3 separate regions of the Mus musculus genome follow, and regions 2 and 3 are each linked to region 1. Evidence: chromatin contacts called from public promoter capture Hi-C data. All regions are on one chromosome and are shown on one strand. The core of a region is the stretch at or near the end of the contact, and the rest is flanking DNA. Distances in the headings are between cores, read along the strand shown.

Region 1 (2,971 bases), core at 127-2,626:
TGGTGTTTGGTTTTGTGGGTCTAAATACAGCTTTTCTTCATATATATTCTTGTTAAAAATTTGGAAACCTTTGCTCTTTTCTCCTGCTGTGAGAACTTTGTGCATCGATTAAACCTGTTTTCACGGCAGGTAGGACTTGGGTAGAGTTTATGCTTACAGAAGTGAGATACATGCTCAGGAGGAATGGAATTTGTTTTCTTTTCTCCCTAAGGAAAATTATGAGACACTTAATAGTGCTTTTTATCTATTTTGTTTGGCTGCAGACTAGAAGCAGCCAAAGACGATTATCGAATCCGCTGTGAGGAGTTAGAAAAGGAAATCTCTGAGCTTCGGCAGCAGAACGATGAGCTGACCACTTTGGCAGACGAAGCTCAGTCTCTAAAGGATGAAATAGACGTTCTCAGGTAAAGAGTCGCCCTTCGCTGCAATGTTGGATTCCCTGCCACCCCCAGCCTCCCAGACACACACAGATGCAAACACACAATGCTCCATCTCAGAGGTTACAGACGCTGGCATCTCTGAGCACACAGACATGTTTAAAAAGAAAGTGTAAATGAGTATCTAAATGGCTTTATAAGCACTTAAATTAATAGGGAAATAAGTATCAAATAAATGTTAGATTCCCATGGCAGTCACTCCACTGCTGTCTGCACTGGCTCTTCCTTCTTGCTACTCTTCTTTAACTGTGAGCCCTCCTAGCCCTTGGTCTGTGTCATAAAGACTGACTTCATTTCTTTGCTGGCAGTTTTCTCCTTCCTTTCCCGTGTTCTCCGTGTAGGTACTCACTGTTCACCATTCTTTCACAATCTCGTCCTCGTGGGAGCCCTTTTTGTTTAAGAACACTACAGTGTGCAGAGAAACGCACATGCTGTGAATTAGTCCCTTTTCCCGTTAGGGATGTTTTCTCTTACCTCCGGGCTGCTACTCACTAGTCCATAGCCCTGTCTCCCATTTCTCTCGGAGCTGTTAATTTATATTTTTATAATTCTTTTCATCTGTCTGCTACCCACCACACCCAATTGCTTAGACTCACTAGATGGCCTTGCGTCGTCCTCCTGAGGAGGAAGCCATGTATGTTTAAGGAATTTAATGTGTGTTAAGTCCTGGTATCGTCTACTATTTTAACATTGTCTGAAACAGCTCTACAGCTGTGGGCATGCTTCTGACTGAGTTCCCGTCGTTTTAGACACTCTTCTGATAAAGTATCTAAACTAGAAGGCCAAGTCGAATCTTATAAGAAGAAGCTGGAAGACCTTGGAGATTTGAGGCGGCAGGTTAAGCTCTTGGAAGAAAAGAATACGATGTACATGCAGAACACTGTCAGTCTGGAGGAAGAGTTAAGAAAAGCTAATGCCGCCCGGGGACAGCTTGAGACATACAAGAGACAAGTAAGAGAACAGAAGCAGAATTCTTCTTAGTGCTGCCTGGCAAGGGCTGTGTCGCAATGCATGACTTTTTAAACTAGCAATCATGTGCAGGCCTTTCAGTCAAATCGAGTGAATACTCTACCAAGTTTTGTTTTTGTGATTTGCCTTAGTCACTGTAAAGAGACACTATGACCAAGGCAGCTAACAAAAGAGAACATTTCATTGGGGGATTGCTTGCAGTTTCAGAGGCTGAGTCCATGGAGCATGGTGACACACACACACACACACACACACACACACACACACACACACACACGGGCAGACATGAGACGTGATGGTTCTGGAGAAGGAACTGAGAGCTCTGCAACCTGACCTGCAGGCAGCAGGAAGAGAGAGTGACACTGGGCCTGGCTTGAGCTTCTAGAACCTCAAAGCCCACCAGTGACACACTTCCTCCTACAGATTCACACCTCCTAATACTTGTGGTTTCTTCAGAAGTTCTCCTTGATGACCAAGCATTCAAATACATGTGCTGTGGAGGACATTGTTATCCCACTACCATATGATGCTTAGCTGTTTTTATATTTATTTCAGATTTATTACATTTTATTTACTGGTTGCAGGGGGCATAGGTGTGCCTCAGCATGCATATGGAGGTCATAGGACAACCTGCAGGAATCTGTTCCCTCCTGTCCCCTGAGACACTATCACATGTATCCCTGGTGTGTCTGGAACTTAAGAGATCTGCTGACTGCTGCCTCTTAAGTGCTAGGGTTAAAAGTCCTAGCACTTTCTAACAGCCCATACCCAGACTGCTTGGTATTTTCTCCTTGTTCTTCCTTTTCACAGCCAGGCTTTTTTTAAATAAACTCTTCATTCCTGTTAAACTCAAAGCTCTTGGTTCCTCTTGTTGGTACCTCTCATTACCCACAGCATATGCATGCATCTCCCACTGTCATTTTAGCCCCTTCTAAGATGGGCTGTGTAACTGAGTTTTACCATCACTGGTATTTCTTCCTATCTTCCTGTCCATCTCGTTCTTGCAAGGAATGAAAGCCCCTATAGATTCTCTGATAATTATTACCATTTTCTAGATGACTCTAGGAGCCTGTCTTACCTAGACAGGCTTTATTTCCTACTTCTCTCCCTTTTGTTAGAGTGATGAATTATATAAACTTATTCAAGTATGGTGAGGATAGGATCTTCATATACCTGTAGACGAGATTGATGTATTTTCTGAAATCTGTTTTGTTTACATTGGAGGGGGTATGCTGGGTGTTGAGCATATGAGGCCTTTGTACACACTAATAAGCATATACTCTATTGTTAAGCTACATTCCACCACCTTGATCACAATTTCTAATGTTTCAAGTTATAGAAATTATAAAAATTGAAATTATATGTCATTTTTATATTTTGTATCAGGTTGTAGAGCTGCAAAATAGATTATCTGACGAATCAAAGAAAGCAGATAAGTTAGATTTTGAATATAAGCGGCTAAAAGAAAAAGTTGATGGTCTTCAGAAAGAAAAAGATGTAAGTATGTAATAGGCATTCTGTTTCTCAGAGTGCAGAAATTAAGGCTGGAATATACCTCATTTCTG
Region 2 (2,787 bases), core at 120-2,619, 1.1 Mb before region 1:
CTGCCTCTAAAGAGACCAGACATACTGAAAAACAGGAAAGGGGGTGTGTTCAACATGGCCACCGTGGGAAGAGGTCCAGCTCCCCGCCCCCTCCCCCTGTCTGATTTGAGGTGGGTTTAAGCACAGGGCAAATGGCATGCATCACTAAGCAAACCTGTCATCGTGAGACCCCACCCCCACCCCGCCATCCAACAGCATTGCCTAGCTCCAGTGTACCTTGTAAGATATGGTAAGTTGCCAGAACTGTGTGACAGTTTCCTCTTCTATCTAGCTGGCTCCGGCCTTTCCTCAGTGTGAGACTCCTGAGGACATTTTGTTTTTGTTTTTGTTTTTTCGAGACAGGGTTTCTCTGTGTAGCTCTGGCTGTCCTGGAACTCACTCTGTAGACCAGGCTGGCCTTGAACTCAGAAATCCGCCTGCCTCTGCCTCCCAGGTGCTGGGATTAAAGGCGTGCGCCACCACCGCCGCCGCTGCCCGCCCGGCTCCTGAGGACATTTTAATATTTGGGACACAGGTGTCTCTTTAGAATATCTTGTCTGACTATGAGAACATAGCCCACAAGATCAACTAGGTAGGGCTCCACGGGGGCTCACAGAGACTGTGACAGTCACAGACCCAGTGTGGGTCTGAGCTAAGCCCTCTGCATGTGTGTTATGACGTGGAGCTTGCTGTTCTTGTAAGTGGGGCTGTCTCTGACTCTTGCCTGCGCTTGAGATCTTTGTCCTCCTACCGGGTTGCCTCGTCTAGCCTGGATGTGAGGGCATGTGCCTCGTCTTATTGCAACTTGATATGCCCTGTTCAGTTGATATCCCTGGGAGGCCTGCTTTTTTTTTTTTCCCCCTTTAAGAGAAACAGGAGGAGTAGATCTAGGGGCGTGGGGGAGGACTAGAGGAGGAGGTAGAGAAACTGCATTCAGAATACTCTAGGTGGCATTTGCCAGGGAGCTCTCTACCTCTGATTGCAGGTCTTCTTATTCACACCCCCTGAAAGACCCCTCCTGGCAGAATTCGGGTCTGCTTAGGAAAACGAGCAGCAAGAACAGTTGGCGAGGTTTTTGCCGACATGTGGTGCTGCAGGTTTCCAAAGCCAGTCCAGCTCCAGTGCACGAGCAGCGGGGCAGCACAATCGGTGGGAAGCGTTCTGAGCGGAGCGGGCTCTAAGTTTGCTTAAGATAAGCACTTTGCCCCAGGAAACCTTTAGAGAAAGGCGAGCCCGGTCCCAGGAAGAGTCGGGTGGCATTTTCTGAAGGTCTTGAATGTGTTTGCATGCCTGACTGACTGACAGAAAGCCTGGTGGAGAAGCACCCGCCCCAGTACCCTTCTTCCTGACTGGCCCTGCCGCCTGTAGCCCCTGCTGTGGTCATCTGAGCTTCTCCTTTTCAGGTTTCTACAAGTGACATTACAAAAGCCCAAACACCTTTCATCACCAAGGCAACTGTGACTATCAGGGAAGAAAAACACAAATAATCCTCTCAACCTCTTGACAAATATGCAAAGTATTCCAGGCCCCTCCAGGCCCTGGAAAGATAGAGGCTGCCGGGAAGAGCTGATAAAAGACCTGCATCTTCCTGCAGTGGCTGTTCCTCTCCCACCCCTCCTTCCCAGCTGTGTCTCACAAACCATGAAAGATCTCTCTTTGCCGATCAGAGGCCGGCATCTCGCGTGACTTTGTTGGTCCTGGCTGCATCTCTTGATGCATTTCATGTTTTTTCCTGGCAGTTCTCTGTGCTGGATCTCCATTGGTCATCTTACAGATTATGGCTGGTGGCAAGCTATGGTGGCGAGCTATGCTGGCATTTCCCTCTCTCCTTTTATTGTGGGATGTTTAAATTGAAAGAGTCTGGGCTGGGCTTTCCGCTCTGTATTAGAGCACTTGTCTACCACCCATGAAGCCTTGCAGTTCGTCCCTAGCACCCCACCACCACCCACGCACGCACTCCTGTACGCACACATACCCACACAAAGTGGAGGGGAAAGCGGCTCAAACTCTGCCCAGAAAGAATTTGAAAGTGAATCAGGAGAATAAGCTTAAAGCAAGCCTTCTGGTCAAGGAGAATGGAGAGGGACTCAGAGAATGGAGAGGGACTCAGAGAATGGAGAATCCTTGCCAGGTCTGCAGCAGTGCTGGTGGCATTTTCTAAGCTTTGTTTCCCTCCCCTGTAAAGTGAATGCACTTCCCCGGCCATGCCATCCTGTGAGGTGCAAGTGTGGGAGGTGCAGGGCATGCTGGGAGTGCTGCTTGAGGGTTAGGGTTCTACTTTCCTGTGTGCAGACTGAGTCAAATAGCTGGGGGTTGGAGGGTAGAGAGGGTGGGGGAGGGATTGGCCTTTGCTGAGCTACAGTCAAAGGTGAGAGAGGAAGTTGTGCTCATTTGGACAAAACCATCATTTCCTTAAAGTCCAGGCTCTAAGCTTTTAAGTAGGTCACTGAAGAAAACAAAACAAAACAAAACAAAAAAACCCAGTAAGTTCTCCATTTGTGAGGTGGCCTGTGGGTGGCTCTCTGGAGGCCAGGTATTGGGAGTTGTTGTTCCTCAATGGCCTGCAGTGAATTAGGCTCCTAGTTCACTAGAGATCAGGTTTCCAGAAGGAAAATGAATGCCAAGGAGAATCCCCCTTCCTGAAGTTTGCAGTCAGGATATGTCTGGTACCCTGGCGTTTGAAGTAGTTTTGAAGTAGTTTTGCAGAGGGCCATGTAAAATGTTTAAATGATGTTTGCAATATTGTTTTATGATAGCTAAGTTAGAAGTGAATACTTTCCGGTCAGGCTTTCATTACTTCAAACGGTT
Region 3 (2,860 bases), core at 20-2,519, 1.2 Mb before region 1:
GCTCCTCGGCAAGTAGGGCAACTGAGCTTTGTTCTGGGGGCTACGAAACCCAGCGCTGAGCCCCCCTCCCGGGGCGTGGCAGAGGGGAGGAGCCGCGGAACACAAAAGCAGAGGTGGTGGAGAAAACCCCGCAGAGAAAAAAGGCTGCAGGCAGCCGGAGCTTGGAGCTTAGCGGATAATGAGGGTGCTCTGTGGAGTCCTCAGTGCCGTCTTGACAAGGTTGCTCCCTCCCTCCCAAGCTTACTGTTTTGGAAACAAGTTCCTATTGCAGGATATTCGATCACATTGTGACCCCCTGAGACTGGGGGGGGGGGGGGGTCTAGTTGTGGTGTGGTTCAGCCCTTAGCACACTCCTTTAATCGTCTCTAGCACATACCTTTAATCCCAATGAAGGTAAAGTTAATTTGTAGAAGAAAACACAAAAGTGACATCTAGGGCTGGAGAGATGGCTCAGCCGTTTAGAGCACTGACTGTTCTTCCAGAGGTCCTGAGTTCAAATCCCAGCAACCACATGGTGGCTCACAACCATCTGTAATGGGATCCAATACCTTTTTCTGGTGTGTGTTGAAGACAGCTACAGTGTGTTCCTATAAATAAAAATATCTCTTTTTTAAAAGTGACATCTAGTTGAGTGGCAGACGAAGTGGCAAATCAGATAAAGATTTGACAGAATAGGAAGTAGCAGGTAGTTTCTACTACCTCGCTTTAAGCTCTGGACAGACAGAGGTACCAGCCCCCACCCTGGTTCCTGTGGATCTGAGGATAAAAGACACGCATTTTTATGTGTTTTAACTCAATGGTCAGGCACTTCTAAGCCTCCCTCAGCTAACTTTCCCATGGCCCTTACTCCCCTTCACTCCCAGCTTAACACCTCTAAATCTGCCCTCAGTCTAGCTGTTCAGTTACCTTTAGTCTTAGCTCAACACCTTTAAATCTGCCCTCGGCTTAGTTGAACTTCTGATCTCCCTCCTGCAACCCCAGGCCCAGTCAGGCTAGCAACCAATAGTCACTCCACCCAAGATTTCACATGGCTAGTGGCTCTCTCTCCCTCTGAAGCATGGTGAATTTTCTTTCCCCTTCCTGCATCTATCAGCCTGCCTATGGGAACCTGGAAGTCGCACCTTTTCCACCCAGCCATTGGCTGCCAACATCGTTATTGCTCGATCAAGAACCAATTGGAGAACAGGACCTTCAGTATTTACATGCAAATTCCCGGGCCAAAGCATCAGAACCGCCCCCTACAATAGGATACGCCCAACTTTCACAAGAAGAGAGAGGAAAGGGGCAGTTTACAGAGACAGGTTGTAGAAAGAGAGAGAGAACAAGCCAGACACGGGTGAGGACAGAAAACCAGAGAATGAGAAGGAGCAGAAGATTAGAACAGATTGCTGGAATTAGTTTGTGACCAAACCAAACAATTCAGTAAGAAACTGAGAGGTCAGACGGAATCAGACAGCTTGAAGAGGAGTTTGAGCCAGGACAGCTGAGTTGAATCAGCTATCCAGTGCTCAATAAGAACTAGGAAGGGGTGAGTTTCTCTATCAGTAAGTCTCAAAGGCTGAAAATATTCTAGGTCTAGATAAGATTGTATGGAGGTTAGAAGTTTCTAAGACTAGGCCTAGTTTAGCAGAAGGCAACGATCTTCCAGAGAACAGGTGAGTTAAAGATACTTCAACATGTTCCTATAGGTTTCTCAAGGTAGGCATTGTCACTCTGTCGTATCCTGTTTGTGGCTGTGGTCCAAGGGTTTGGGGAGTGGGTATGTGGCAGAACATCACTGAAGCTCCCTAAACGCAACAGGATTCAAGCGAGAGAAACCAGAAGCTGAGGAGGGAACTTGGCTCGCTTTTCAGACTGGAAGCTCAGCTTTGCTGAGGCAGGGGAGTGAGGTCTAGGATTCTGATGAACAGCTCAGCTCCCGGCCATGCACATTCGTGCTGGGGTTATATCGGGCTAATCTGTCCCGTTCTAAGTAAACTCCAGCCTAGCAAGCTTGGGCTTGTGCTGTCTCTTCTAGTCAGCAAAGAATGGAGCCAAGCTGTTCCAAACCACTCCCCTGCAGCGATCGATGCAAGAAAAGAAAGTGGTGACAATCCCTCAGCTGTTGGTCTCACCACAGGGTGCGTAGCCCAGGAAGATACTGAAAGAAGTACAGACTGACAGAGGTACAAACAGAGGCCAAGGCTGTCCCTGCATAGAGGCCCAGAAAGGCCATTACATAAAGCTGTGGGGGTGGAGCCAGATTTCACTGGAGACCCCAAGATGGTAAGGATGCCAGACTCGTGGGATACCTGCCAAGGAGAGCTGCTAACAGGGAGTGGGACCAGCCGAAGAGAGAGACGTGTGCAGCTCTCCACAAAGCTGGAAGGAGTGGGGGACCTAAAGAGTACTTTGACATCAGACATGGATACGAAGTTCTGAGTGTACCCAACTGATGTTTGGTCTTGCTTTTGGTCCAGTATTTCCTCACTAGGCTCCCCCCCCCTTTTATATTCTATGTCATTGTATGTTAGAAGCATGTGATCTGCCTTTTGGTTTTACAGGAGGTTGTAGTGAAGAGATTGCCATGAGTCTCCAAAGAGACTTTAAACTTTGGACTTTTAAACAGTCCTAGGACCGTGATGGACTACAGATAGGATTTTTGAGGTTGAACTGAATCTATTTTTGCATTATGATATGGCTACAAGCCCCTGGGAACCAGGGAATGGAATGTGCTTGTTTGAATAATAATGCCCCCCCCCCCACAGCATCATATATTTGACTGCTTAGTTACCAGGGAGTGGAACCCTTTAAAAAGAATTAAAATGTGGAAGTATGACCTTTTTATGGAGAAAGTGTGTCACTGGGAGTGAGTTTTGAG

The links. Capture Hi-C pulls out chosen DNA fragments and counts their contacts.
Region 2: a contact with region 1 is called in a promoter capture Hi-C map of adipose tissue, with 2.2 times the contacts expected there. The contact joins two enhancer-like sites. A contact is called at or near these places in 4 of 39 promoter capture datasets (the C10 cell line, hippocampal neurons, pre-B cells and 1 more) and 1 of 9 other capture datasets (adipose tissue).
Region 3: a promoter capture Hi-C map of adipose tissue shows a contact between it and region 1. The contact joins two enhancer-like sites.

The regions. Positions count from the first base shown.
Region 1 is chr8:26,068,491-26,071,461 of GRCm38.p6, reverse strand. It overlaps Hook3 (hook microtubule tethering protein 3), which reads left to right. Exons shown (of 22, transcript NM_207659.3): 10 at 264-404; 11 at 1,187-1,388; 12 at 2,793-2,903. Among named protein-coding and RNA genes, the nearest start is that of 1700047A11Rik, 13 kb to the left of the region's middle. Within about 2 kb of position 1,376, at least 2 of the 459 cell types and tissues checked have an H3K27ac peak or open chromatin away from gene starts, as enhancers often do. A contact at or near this core is called in adipose tissue, where this site is marked.
Region 2 is chr8:27,158,928-27,161,714 of GRCm38.p6, reverse strand. All of the region lies in intron 1 of Rab11fip1 (RAB11 family interacting protein 1 (class I)), which reads left to right. Among named protein-coding and RNA genes, the nearest start is that of Rab11fip1, 14 kb to the left of the region's middle. Within about 2 kb of position 1,369, at least 135 of the 459 cell types and tissues checked have an H3K27ac peak or open chromatin away from gene starts, as enhancers often do. A contact at or near this core is called in adipose tissue, where this site is marked.
Region 3 is chr8:27,249,285-27,252,144 of GRCm38.p6, reverse strand. No RefSeq gene overlaps it. Among named protein-coding and RNA genes, the nearest start is that of Eif4ebp1, 9.6 kb to the left of the region's middle. Within about 2 kb of position 1,269, at least 36 of the 459 cell types and tissues checked have an H3K27ac peak or open chromatin away from gene starts, as enhancers often do. A contact at or near this core is called in adipose tissue, where this site is marked.